2 separate regions of the Rattus norvegicus genome follow, and region 2 is linked to region 1. A link is a contact called in public Hi-C data. All regions are on one chromosome and are shown on one strand. The core of a region is the stretch at or near the end of the contact, and the rest is flanking DNA. Distances in the headings are between cores, read along the strand shown. Region 1 has its middle 82 kb from the start of Peli2. Region 2 holds the start of Peli2 (pellino E3 ubiquitin protein ligase family member 2).

Evidence for each region. Hi-C and Micro-C count contacts between places; a contact is called where the count stands out from the background.
Region 2: a contact with region 1 is called in a Hi-C map of kidney, with 2.6 times the contacts expected there. The contact joins the promoter of Peli2 here to the enhancer-like site in region 1. A contact is called at or near these places in 1 of 12 Hi-C or Micro-C datasets (kidney) and 1 of 1 datasets of contacts at active chromatin or transcription factors (oligodendrocytes).

Annotation. Positions count from the first base shown.
Region 1 is chr15:23,788,637-23,794,322 of GRCr8, forward strand. No RefSeq gene overlaps it. Among named protein-coding and RNA genes, the nearest start is that of Peli2, 82 kb to the right of the region's middle. Within about 2 kb of position 4,180, at least 2 of the 93 cell types and tissues checked have an H3K27ac peak or open chromatin away from gene starts, as enhancers often do. A contact at or near this core is called in kidney, where this site is marked.
Region 2 is chr15:23,871,684-23,877,329 of GRCr8, forward strand. It overlaps Peli2 (pellino E3 ubiquitin protein ligase family member 2), which reads left to right and starts at 1,301. Exons shown (of 6, transcript NM_001107259.1): 1 at 1,301-1,631. The coding sequence starts at 1,555.

The DNA.
Region 1 (5,686 bases), core at 2,930-5,429:
CCTTGGAGTGGGTCTTTTTGTTACTTTCCTATACTGGGTCTGTGTGTGTGTGATTTGTGTGTCTGTGTGCACGTCCCATGACACATACATGACATAAATCGATGCCTGTCCCTGGACAGGTGCTAGCCTGAATATGCTTCGTGTCTCTTGCCAAGCTCCTAGGAGGCCAATCCATGAAGTCTCAGGTGATCGGTATTAAAAGAAGCCCTGACTGTGGTGCTTAAGGTGGGGACTGGGGCTAGAGAGAGGCCTCAGGTTAAGAGCACTGACTGCTCTTTCAGTTGACCTGGGTTCAATTTTCAGCACCCACGTGGTAGTTTACGGCCATCTGAAGCTCTTCCTTGTGGTAATCCAGTGCCACCTTCTGCTCCCCTGGGGGCACCAGGCACACAGATGGCGCACAAACATATGTGGAGGTAAAACATGCACGGGCAGAGTTTTTAAGTGGAGGTGGGGCTCTGGAAGTGATTGGATTAAATTCCTGAAATGACACCCCCGGATTCAATCCCAGGCTTTACAGAAAGAAGAGAGTCTATCTCCATAATGTTGATATGTGTGCAGGATTCAATCCCAGGGCTTTACAAAGGAAGAGAGGCTATCTCCATAATGTTGATATGTGTGCACTTCTACCATGATGAGAGGCAGCCAAGGGGACCACTTACCAGGGCCTACACCATGGCCTTTGGATCTTGTATGAATATAACTGAGTCAGAATAAACCTCTGTCTGTATGATGTGGCTTTCTTTGGTTACTAACTTAAAGATTTAAAAGATAGAGGGGAGAAAAGTATGTTGCCAAAAAGATTTATATTACATGATATATTTGGTAGAAAAACACAAAATGATATTATAATATATGTTGTTCATAAATAGGCATGGATAAAGCAAAAGAATTTAAAATAGACATGAGCTTAATTAACAGAAAAGGTTAACTATAGGGAAAAAATAATGAGAATGAGTAAAGGTGGGAAATTAAATTATATTTCAACCATAATATCCATATATATATATATATATGCCTGAGGTAAAAATCCAAGGCCATAATGTCCCTTTCTTTTACTGGATATGTGATGTGTATACAGTTGTTTTATATGGTTCTGTTAATATTCTCATATTTCAAAGCTTACAGAACAATCCTGAAGGAAACCAACACCCAAACCCAGCCTGTTAGACAGCTCCACCCCCACAGGAATAGACCTAGGTCTCTACATACTCAATGTCAAGTTCATGTACGCTGCCCAGGGCCCCAGCGAGCACCTCGACCGTGCCTCCTGGTTATGTGTAATGCCACAGCAGGCTCCTAATTTGCTCCCACTTTTGTGGCCTTAGTCTTGTCTCAGTCGGTTTTGTTCTGCTGTAATTGAACATACCCCCAAACTGGGTAATCTATAAAACACGAAAACTTCTTTTTTTCACCCTGTACAAAATCAGAAACTTATTTCTTCCAACCTGTACAACGAGAAATCTAAAATCGTGGTGCCAGCCACAAGCGAGAGCATTTCTGCTCTTTCACCTCAAGGAAGAAATATGGAGGACGTGTGAGGTAGAAAGAGTGGGAAGAAAGAAATCTGAATCACCCCTTTGGTTAGGAACATGTTCCTGGACTAGCATCCCCCATTTCTAAGATGACTGCATCCAGCCATTTATGAGGGGACCATCTCTGTGACCTAGTCACTTCTGAAAGCCCTTTCTCCCAACTGTTACAATGGCCATTCGATTTTGACACAAAATTTTAAGGGCATTCAAACCATGGCAGTCTCTCTAAGCAAATGCCACTTACTGACATTTTATTTATTTGATCACTAGACTGTGTCCCAGTAGTCTCAAAGTTAATGGGATAAGCTTGTAAGTGTCTAATGTGTTTGGACTGTGTGTGTGCATGTGTCACCCTGTGTGCCAGTACAGGCACAGGGCAGTCGTGTGAGGTCAGAGGGCAACTGCTGGGGTTGGTCCTTGATCTCCACAGACAATATTAACTTTATAAAGAAGGTAGCAACGTGATGTGGATGTGGGAATTACCTTAGCTGTATGATTTCCAATGTTACCGCAATCTGGCTACCTGTGACAGGACAAGACAGTCTAGGCTTCATGAGTGACAGTTTTCTGTCAGAGATAGGTCAGTAATGACTGACCCCTTTCAAAGAAAGACCCTAGAGAAACTAAGGAGTCCCCTAAACTATGCTACAACTGTTACAACTCTCAAGACCTTTTGGCATTTGGCTATTTCATCCCCCAAATGAACGAAGGACTAAACTTCCCAGGAACTCACAGACCATCAGAACAACTTGTTCTTCACTAGATCATGTAACACCTTCCTGAGTTCATGAGAAACCAGTCCTATGTTTGATATGACTCCTCCCTACTTTCCTCACTGGGTCAGACAAGGACAACAGAGGACATTAAAGAACCCGTGTTTTTAGTCTATCCTCTGAATCTGTGCTTTTGTGTGGAGGAAAAGATTCACATTTCACTTCTGGAACTAGAGAATGCCCTCAGACACACACAAGAGAGACCTTTGGTGCAAAGTTCCCTATGGCGATGACAAATGAGCCTCAACCTGCAATTTGGCCTTCTACTCATTCACAGAGACATTGTGGTCAGCAGCAGAGTGAGCTGGGGTTCGGCAGCTCAGGGCCCCGGCAGCACAGAGATGCCTCTGTAGAGATGGAACTTGGCTCCCGGTCCTCTGGCCACCTGTAGAGGTAGGAATCCATTGGTCTTATTGTTGGGAAATTGGAGAGATGCCATTGTACCTCAAGGCCAGAGATCTTGTCATTGTTCTGGGGAAAAAAGAGGAGGAGGAGGAGGAAGAGGAGGAGGAGGAGGAGGAGAAGGAGGAGAAGGAGAAGGAGGAGGAGGAGAAGGAGAAGGAGGAGAAGGAGAAGGAGGAGGAGGAGAAGGAGGAGGAGAAGGAGAAGGAGGAGAAGGAGAAGGAGGAAGAGGAAGAAGAGGAGGAGGAGGGAATAGGGGGTAGAAGGAAAGAGGAGGAATGAGGAGGAAAGAGGAGGAGGAAGAAGGGGAGAAGGAAGATGAGAAGGAAGACTACAAGGAGGAGGAAGGGGAGGAGAAGTGAGGACAGGAAAGGAAAAAAAGGAGAAGGAAGAGGAAAAAGGAAGAGGAGGGGAGAAGAAGGGAGAGGAAGAGGAAGAGAAGGGGAGGAAGAGGAAGAAGAAAGAGGAAGAGGAAAAGGAAGGAGAAAGAGGAAGAGGAAAAGGAAGGAGAAAGAGGAAGAAGAAGAGGAGGAGGAGGAAGAGGAGGAGGAGGAGGAGGAGGAGGAGGAGGAGGAGGAGGAGGAGGAAGGATTTTCTATATCTCTATATTTCTCCCAGGCAGAAAATGGACATAGAGAAGTAGGGTTTATTGAGCCTGTAGAATGACAGTGCTTAAAATACAGCTTGTTCTGCTTCATACAACGACCAACTAATGCCAGCACCAGAGCTTATTCAGGAAGACTCTGGTTATTAGCTGTTGTACCATATCCAGAATCTCTCTCTCTCTCTCTCTCTCTCTCTCTCTCTCTCTCTCTCTCTCTCTCACACACACACACACACACACACACACACACACACACAGTGCCACCCCATAGCTTTCTGAACCAGACTTCTGGTTCCCTGTGATTGCTTGTCTCTAGCATATACTAAGGTCATCCCAACCTATCAGTTCTTCCAACATGTCTCTGTGGGTGTAAACACTGGATAAGATTCAAGTCCCTTGTGTTTCCCTGGTCACTTCAGTCCCCATATAAATGAGTAGATAGGAAGAGAAATGTCAAGAGGGGATGAAAAGTCTACATCTACTGGCCTAGGACCGCAAAGGCTCAGTTTCTACCTAAACCTAGTGGGGCCTCTGTTGTTAGGGCATTTCTTTCACTTTCCTTCATGTATTTCCGTGTGGATAACAGTTCATTCCATTATCACATGCACTGTTACAAGATATTCATGTGTTACCTAGACACAGCAGTCAAAACTCAGTGAATTCCAGTTGAATCCGCAGTTTATAGCACAGAGAATTTAGTTACAGAAGGCAGGTGGAAGGTGAAGCTTTAGTGACTGTGAGAAGTGACCTGGCAGGTTCTGAGTCTTGGAGGAAAGTTAATGACCCAGGCAAATGATTCAGAGACAGAGTGGGCATGGTACCTACGGGCAGGGATTAGGGAACTGGCTCCAGGGCAGAGTTTGCAGTGGAAACCTACTCTGGTAGGTGGAGCAGAGAAGTTCATAGTCCAGAACATTCCAAAGGGAGGCAGAGGAACCAAGGGAAGTTGTTTAATGAGTATAGGAAGATCTGCCCACTATGAACATGATGTGAGTTTATAACCAGGTCAAAAGAGTGAAAGACAAGAGAGAATTATGGAGAAATAGGTCAGAAATTGCTACAGCAACTCAAACAAGACAGTCTTTATTTGAGATGAAGAGAGAGAAGGACAAATTTAAGAATAGCCCATTGTACGGGGTTATTGAATAATAAGGTTGAAAGAGCCCAAGAAGCCTTCGAGATGAAGCCCGGTGCAGATGGTACAGTTGAAGAGAAAACCCAGTTTGAAAGCAGAGACAGGTTCTTCTGGAACATGCAGCATTTGAGGTGGTGGTAGGGTTTGTAATGTGACCAAAGACAACGAATTTAAAGAAATGCATATGTTAAGTGCAAAGCTGGAACTCGACTTGAGAAGAGCAGAGGACCCACATTGTCACTTAAGCTTGAGGTATCTGGGATTTCCCATAGGCATAAATAAAGAGGTGTTAGGAACTAGAAATAAGAGGGGACACCATTCTGCCTTGTGGGAGTCTCTGTGGCAGCTGATTGGTTTCTTTCTCAGTGTATCTCATCTACATCACATCAGCATCAGGAGCGTGGACCCCACAGATAAGAATAGAGGAAGCTACCTGGGTCCCCAAGGCTTTGCATATACTCTAGTCAAAGACAGTGCTTAGCTAACATCCCATCATGCTGCTGGAATGCTTGGGTCATAAATTTGAGTAGACTCAATCATGTAAAGAGGAAACTATTTTAATCATAACTGTGTTCTAGGAGACCCTTTCAACTAACTGGACATCTTGTGAGTTTGAGTCACACGAAACTGAGCTTGGAGCTTTAAGGGTTTGACTTTAAAGATTTGACTTCCAGGAGGAATTTGGAGAATGGGCATTAGAGTTGGGTAACCTGGGCTGTGTGATATGGGCTGAAACGTGCCTGAAATATCTTTACAGGGAATGGGCAGTATGAGACTTTTATAGCGTACCATCCTAGAAGGCTAATGTTCAACAGTCACTGAAATCTTAGGATCTCCTCCACTTTAGAATAGAGAGCACATGTTAAAATACAACTAAAAACCATATAGGAATCATGCAAGAGAAAATTTGGTAAGTTTGACTTATAGACATCAAAAGCAGCATCGGGCCAGCAAGATGGCTCAGCAGGGCAAGTCTGATGACCCGTGTTCAAATCTCCAGGACATATGTGAGGGTGGAAGGAGAGAAGTGACTTCCTCTGACCCCCCCTCCTCTCTCTTATTTTATCTATCTGTCTGTCTGTCCGTCCATCTGTCCATCCACCCATCCATCTGTCCGTCCATCTGTCTGTCCATCCATCCATCCATCTATCTATCTATCTATCTATCTATCTATCTATCTATCTATCTATCTATCTATCTATGTGTGTGTGTACATATATACACACATACATACATA
Region 2 (5,646 bases), core at 51-2,550, 80 kb after region 1:
AGGAGGGTCGCTGGCTAAACCTTTACATTTTCATAACAGAGAAAAGCACAGAGGATAAGCTGGATAGCTAGTTGCCTTCAGTCTAAGAATAGAATTTCTGTAATTAGCGGAAATAAGGTAATTGTTTAATAAAGTTTATTTTTGGCTCATCAATAGCGGAGTAATTTATCTCCAAAGCCTCAATTAAAAGAAGAAAAGCCAGTTACTAACTGAAGTAAAATTCCAGAAAGCGTCATGTCACTACAGTAATAGCCTGTCAGAGAGCGACACATGCACGATGCTGAGCAGTAGAATGGAAGGCTACCCGTGCAATTATTTCTTTTTTAGCTTTTTACTTAGAGTCATAGCCTAAGTGTGTGTGTGTGTGTGTGTGTGTGTGTGTGTGTGTGTGTGTGTGTACACTCGCTGTTTATACACTGGGTAGCTTTTGCAGTATTTATTTCTTTAAATATTTAACAGTCTGGAAAGGCAGTGACAGGAATAATATGTAGTGTCTCTAGCATGTTGCAAGGGCTTAATAAATGCTAGAATAATAAATTCCTCTATGATGAAAAACAGCAGTCAGTAAAACTATCACAGCCCACAATATTTTAAAGACACAGCAACATAAAAAAATCATAAAATACAAACGGTGCCTTGATTAAGCCCTGGAAAGAAAGGAACATTTGTATTCATTAAAAAAAAAAATCAGCCTAGGTAATTCCCTTTTAAATTCCCCAGGGGGTTGAAAGAAGGGACAGAGATGTGAATAAGGGATTAAAAGTAACTTTTCACTTTTCTTTTCCCTTTTTCCTTTCCTCCTTCTCTCTCTCTCCTTTCTTTCCTCCCTTCGTTCTTTCTCTTGGTACACCCCGTGAAATGGTGGGGAGCTCTTGGGGTTCTTCGATTATCCCACCCACCCCCACCCATGGGCAGATTCTTTCTCCTTTCAAGCCCCCCCTCAAAGGCTTGGCTTTGAAAGCAGACACCCCCAGATCAGGGCGCGCAGCACCCTGAGCTGGGGGCGGGGAGGGGCAAGACGCCTGGCTTCCAAGCAGGCGGGGCCAGGAGCCCCGGGCACGCGGCTGAGGACGAAGACCCCGCGCTCCAACTTTCCACAGGAAGTGAGGAGAAAAACAGAGCTGCCCCTTTAAGGGCTTCCCTTCCCCTTTACTCTATGTTTACATAACACGGGGCGCTCGCGGGCCGCGGGGGCTGGCGGGCGGGGGCCGCGGGAGCGCGGAGGCGCGGGCGGCGGCGCGGCCGTCCCACCTGCCCGGCCCGCTCAGCCCCCCGGCGGCGCGCGCTCCTCCTCCCGCGGGGCTCCGGTCGCCGCTCGCATTCCTAGTCCGGTCCCGCTCGCAGCGGCGGAAGAGCGTGTAGCTCCGGGGAAGCCGGCGGGCGACGCTCGCAGCCACGACGGAGCAGCCGCGGGACTGGCCGCCCCGCGCCCCGTTCGCCGCCGTGCCGTTTCCCGGCGCGCTCACCCCGTTCTCGGGATGGGAGTGTAGCGGCGGCGCGGACTCGGCGGGGATCGCGGCGGAGGCGGCTGCGGCGGCGGCCGAGCACGGCTCCATGTTTTCACCCGGCCAGGAGGAACCCAGCTCCCCCAACAAGGAGCCGGTGAAATACGGGGAGCTGGTGGTCCTGGGGTGAGTTGAGGACGCGGGCGGCGGGGCGTCGCGGAGGGATGCGCTCCTGAGGGCCCGGGTCCCCGGGGCGCTCGTTGCTGCGGCCCGGAGGGCGCTCCTGCACCGCGCGGGGTCGCTCGGTGCAGCCGGGAGCCCGTGGCCGCTGGGGACTTCTCGTTCCTGAGGACCGCGAACGCGGAGCCCTGTCCCCGGAGCCCAGAGCCCAGTCCGCGGGGGTTAAGCATTGTTCCAGTCTGTGACCCGGGCGGCCGGCTGGCCTCCGCTTCTTTGGCGCCGGGAGTGAGATCGGCCAAGGGCCTGGACCTGGTCCTGGTTTTCCCGGGTCCTCTCAACAACGTTTCCCGGATCCCCCGGGTGTCCATACCTCTTGGGTCTCCGTACCCCTTGATCCCCTTACCCCTGGGGTCCCTGCACCCCTCGAGCCTCGGCCTTGCCGATGCCCCCGCCAGCGGCGGGGAGCTCGCCACCCTGCCCGCCTTGGCTTCCACTCCGCTGGTAAAAATCACATTGTGAAGATAGTAATTATCCACAATCGTTAAACGGCAGCAATTAAGAGACTTCATCTACTTCCCGAGTTTCCTTGTGACATTTCTATTGTTTACCCTTAATAAACCCGGAGGGAGGCTTCGCAGGATTAAAGCAGGTTAAAGTGGGCAATGAAAAGGGTGTGGGTGGGGGAGGCGGAAAGTGCAGGAAACTCGGCGCTGGAGCAACTTGGGTTTAGTGCTGCAGGGGAAGGATTGTTTTCCCTTTGGATGTGCCGCTCTGGGGAACCCGCGCTTTTGTCCTCTGTTGAAAGATCTGTATTCAGACCCACACGGGTGCTGATGGGTGGACTTAGAGACACGCGAGGAAGCGACCCCCCCTCCCCCACCAGCAGAGACTCAGGGAACTCTGAGAAACGTGTTTTGATTACTACCTCGAAGTAAGTGCCGACTTAAAAAAAAATTTTTTTTAAAGACTTAAGCTCGTCGTCTAAAGTTTCCTAGCCTTCCTCATTTTGTTGCTAGCATTTCTGCGGGGGGGTAGCACTGGAAACACCGTTGCTTATTTGGAAGCTCAGCAGTCGAACGCCTTCCGCACCTGCATGGGAATTGCTTGCGCTTAGGAGACAGATGTCAGAGTTCGCTGGGAAGAGGAGGGGATAAGAGGGGAGTGGGGGCGGGGGGGAGCCACAGTTTAGTCTGTCTTATGTAACTTCAGCCCAGCCAGATTTTGTGGAGTTTGGTTTTGTTTATGTGGCTGGCTTCAGACTATGCTTAACACTGTGGATTTGACACAGAAGATTATGCCAGAGCCATTTCATTATTTCCTTTTGAGGCAATCTTCTGGGGTGTTTCAGAGCTGTGTAGAGTAAGCTCGGAGAGAGGTTTGTGCTCATAACTAAAAGCGTAGGACACTCCCAATGCCAGGAAAAGAGTTTGTATCCCGGACTGTTGTAATTTAGTGTCTGTGTAACCACATTACCTGTAACACCTGCTCCGTCCTTTACGAATGCTTTTCCTGGATCCGCGATGGCTTAGTGGTTTCTTACCGAGTAGTTGGGAGGCCGGCAGGGCAGTTATCCGCGCACCTACCACATGCCAACACTGTTTGGACATTGGGTATCATCCAGTGGCGGACAGAGAGAGAAACCCGAAAGTGGCTAATGATGTCTGTGTTGTCCCCAACTGAAGTTAGTTAACAGTGAGGCACTGCCGTTGTGGGGGCGGGGTGGGGGGGGGATGCTGCTTCTTGCCAGCTTTAGGAAGGTCTTTAAGGAAGAAAAAATGGGAGCAGCAGATGCTGGTCTGGCTTGTGTATGCCTGAATTGTGGCCGCGGCCCCCTCCCCCTCTTTCTTTCAGATTTCAGACTCTGGCCACATTGGGCACGCTAAAGAGGACCTGAAAAGTAGTGAACTAGTTAGATTTTCACCAAGTCTCACCCAGTTCTGCCCACTGGACTTGAGAGAATGCCTTCTGGACCTTTAAAATAACAAGTGCATTTCAATGAAAAAGAAAAAAAGCCATTACTTTGCATGCCCGGTCCTTTGGGGTATACATATTGGTGAGCAGAGACTGTCTAGGAAATTTTCTTGGTGAAATTATTCTTGGGGCTAAAGATGCTCACAGCATCTGATGATGTTAGCCTATTTTGTTTACTTGGAAAGTACAGTGACTTTATTTTAACTGTAGAGTGATTGTCCTTTTCTCTGTGTTCTGAATCACATGGTAAAATGTTACCTAGGACATTCCGAGAGCAAACCGTCAAGTTGGTTCAGACCTAGATCTGCGTATGTGTGATTCTTGTTATAGGTTGAACAGCAGGGGAGAATGCCATGTAGGATTTTAGTGGGGTCATCACTTTCTGTTCAGTTTGTGGGATTGGAATTATTTGGTAATTCTAACTAGTTACTGTTGTCATGGTCGCAAGTCCTTGGTGTGTCCACTGCTTAATTGAAGTTGGAGAAATGATTGGCCGTTTGCTCCTTTTAGCTGAGAAGTATTAATTTGGCTATCACTTTAAAGTTGGGGGAGTGGTTTGGGATTTAAAAGTCATTCAAGGTAGTGGAGCCCTGATTAAAGTCTTTTTTTTTTCTTTCTGACCCACTGGCTCTGTGATTATTGATTTAGTTCCTTCCTCTCTGTTTCTTCAGCAATATCAAAATAGTCTCCAAGGAACCTCTCCGGGGTGTCCTCTGTTACTCTGTGCGTTCGCTCAAATGTGGAACACGCACAGTTAACAAATTCTAAGTAGCTTGATATTTGTTGATTCTCGTGAGTCTTAAAGTGATAGTGCTAGAGTTCACACGGGCACACATCCTTCGTGGAAGAGCAGTCAGTGCTGGGCTCTGGGGCGTGGGAGGTATAGGTCAGTGAGCAAGTTTTTGCTGCACAAGCAAGGGGATCCATGAAAAATGCGTTCGATCACTTCTGTGATCACTTCTGTAACCGCAGCACTGGGGAGGCAGAGACATGTGGATCCCTGGGGCTCCCAGTCTGGCCAGTCTAGTCCAAATGGCCAGCTCCAAATCCAGTGAGCGATCCCTCTCAAAAATTACAGTGAAGGGTGACAGAGAAAGACACCGTACCCTGCCTGGCCTCTGGCTCATGCGTGCGTGCATGCATTTGGGTTCACGAGCATGTGCATATACCCACACACACTACACACAAGGCCAGTGATATGACGGCCTTCTATCAAGTAGCCTTGCACAAAACAGGTTTTTAAAAGTCGTAGTAGTCTATAGTTTTGACTGATGGGAGTTCTATGTACAAGATCGTGCACATTTAGTAAAACTCTCTGATCCTTATTCCAGAGAGGCAGAGATGGCTCTGGGACTTGGCCCAGGAGGTGTGAGTGTTTGCTGTCAAGCCTGGCAAACAGGCTCCACATAGGTAAATCCCACTGGTAAACTGTCCTCCGACCTCTATCACACCGGAGCTGTGGCGCACGCACGTGCCACTTACAGTCCCCAGAGTAAATGAGTGTAATTACTTTTTTAGGAAAAAAAAGTCACGTTTGGAAGTGAAGCGGATTGAGACAAATAGCAGAGAGAGGGTTAATCTGGTAATGGAACTTCGGAGTAGCAGGAGTCTAAGAGGAAGGTTATTTAGCCCTTCACAAAGAAACCAGGGCCCTTGAAAGGATGGAGGGCTCCTTTACTTTTGTGTACTTGCCCTATTGGGTCAGTTTCCTGGTTTTCTGCTGGTGGCTGACTCCAGCTGTGCTACAGGGCCTCAGAGCCCCCTTCTGAATTCATTTTGAAGCAGGCAGCTCTTTCGCGGACTAATGGCCCATCCTGGTTTTGGGGAAGAAATATATTGCTTACTCTCTCGGTTTCCCTCACCTCAGCATTGAATGAGTAATGCATTTTGCAAAGCTTTAGTTCTGATTAGATGGGACACAGAACATGTTGTTTTCTACGCTTTCAGCCAAGGGCTCCTCATCTGGGCTCCGTAGAATTCAGAGAATCCACAAAGTTGGATTTGGAAAAAAAACAACAACCCTGTTTTTACAGATCTCCACCTGAAATCT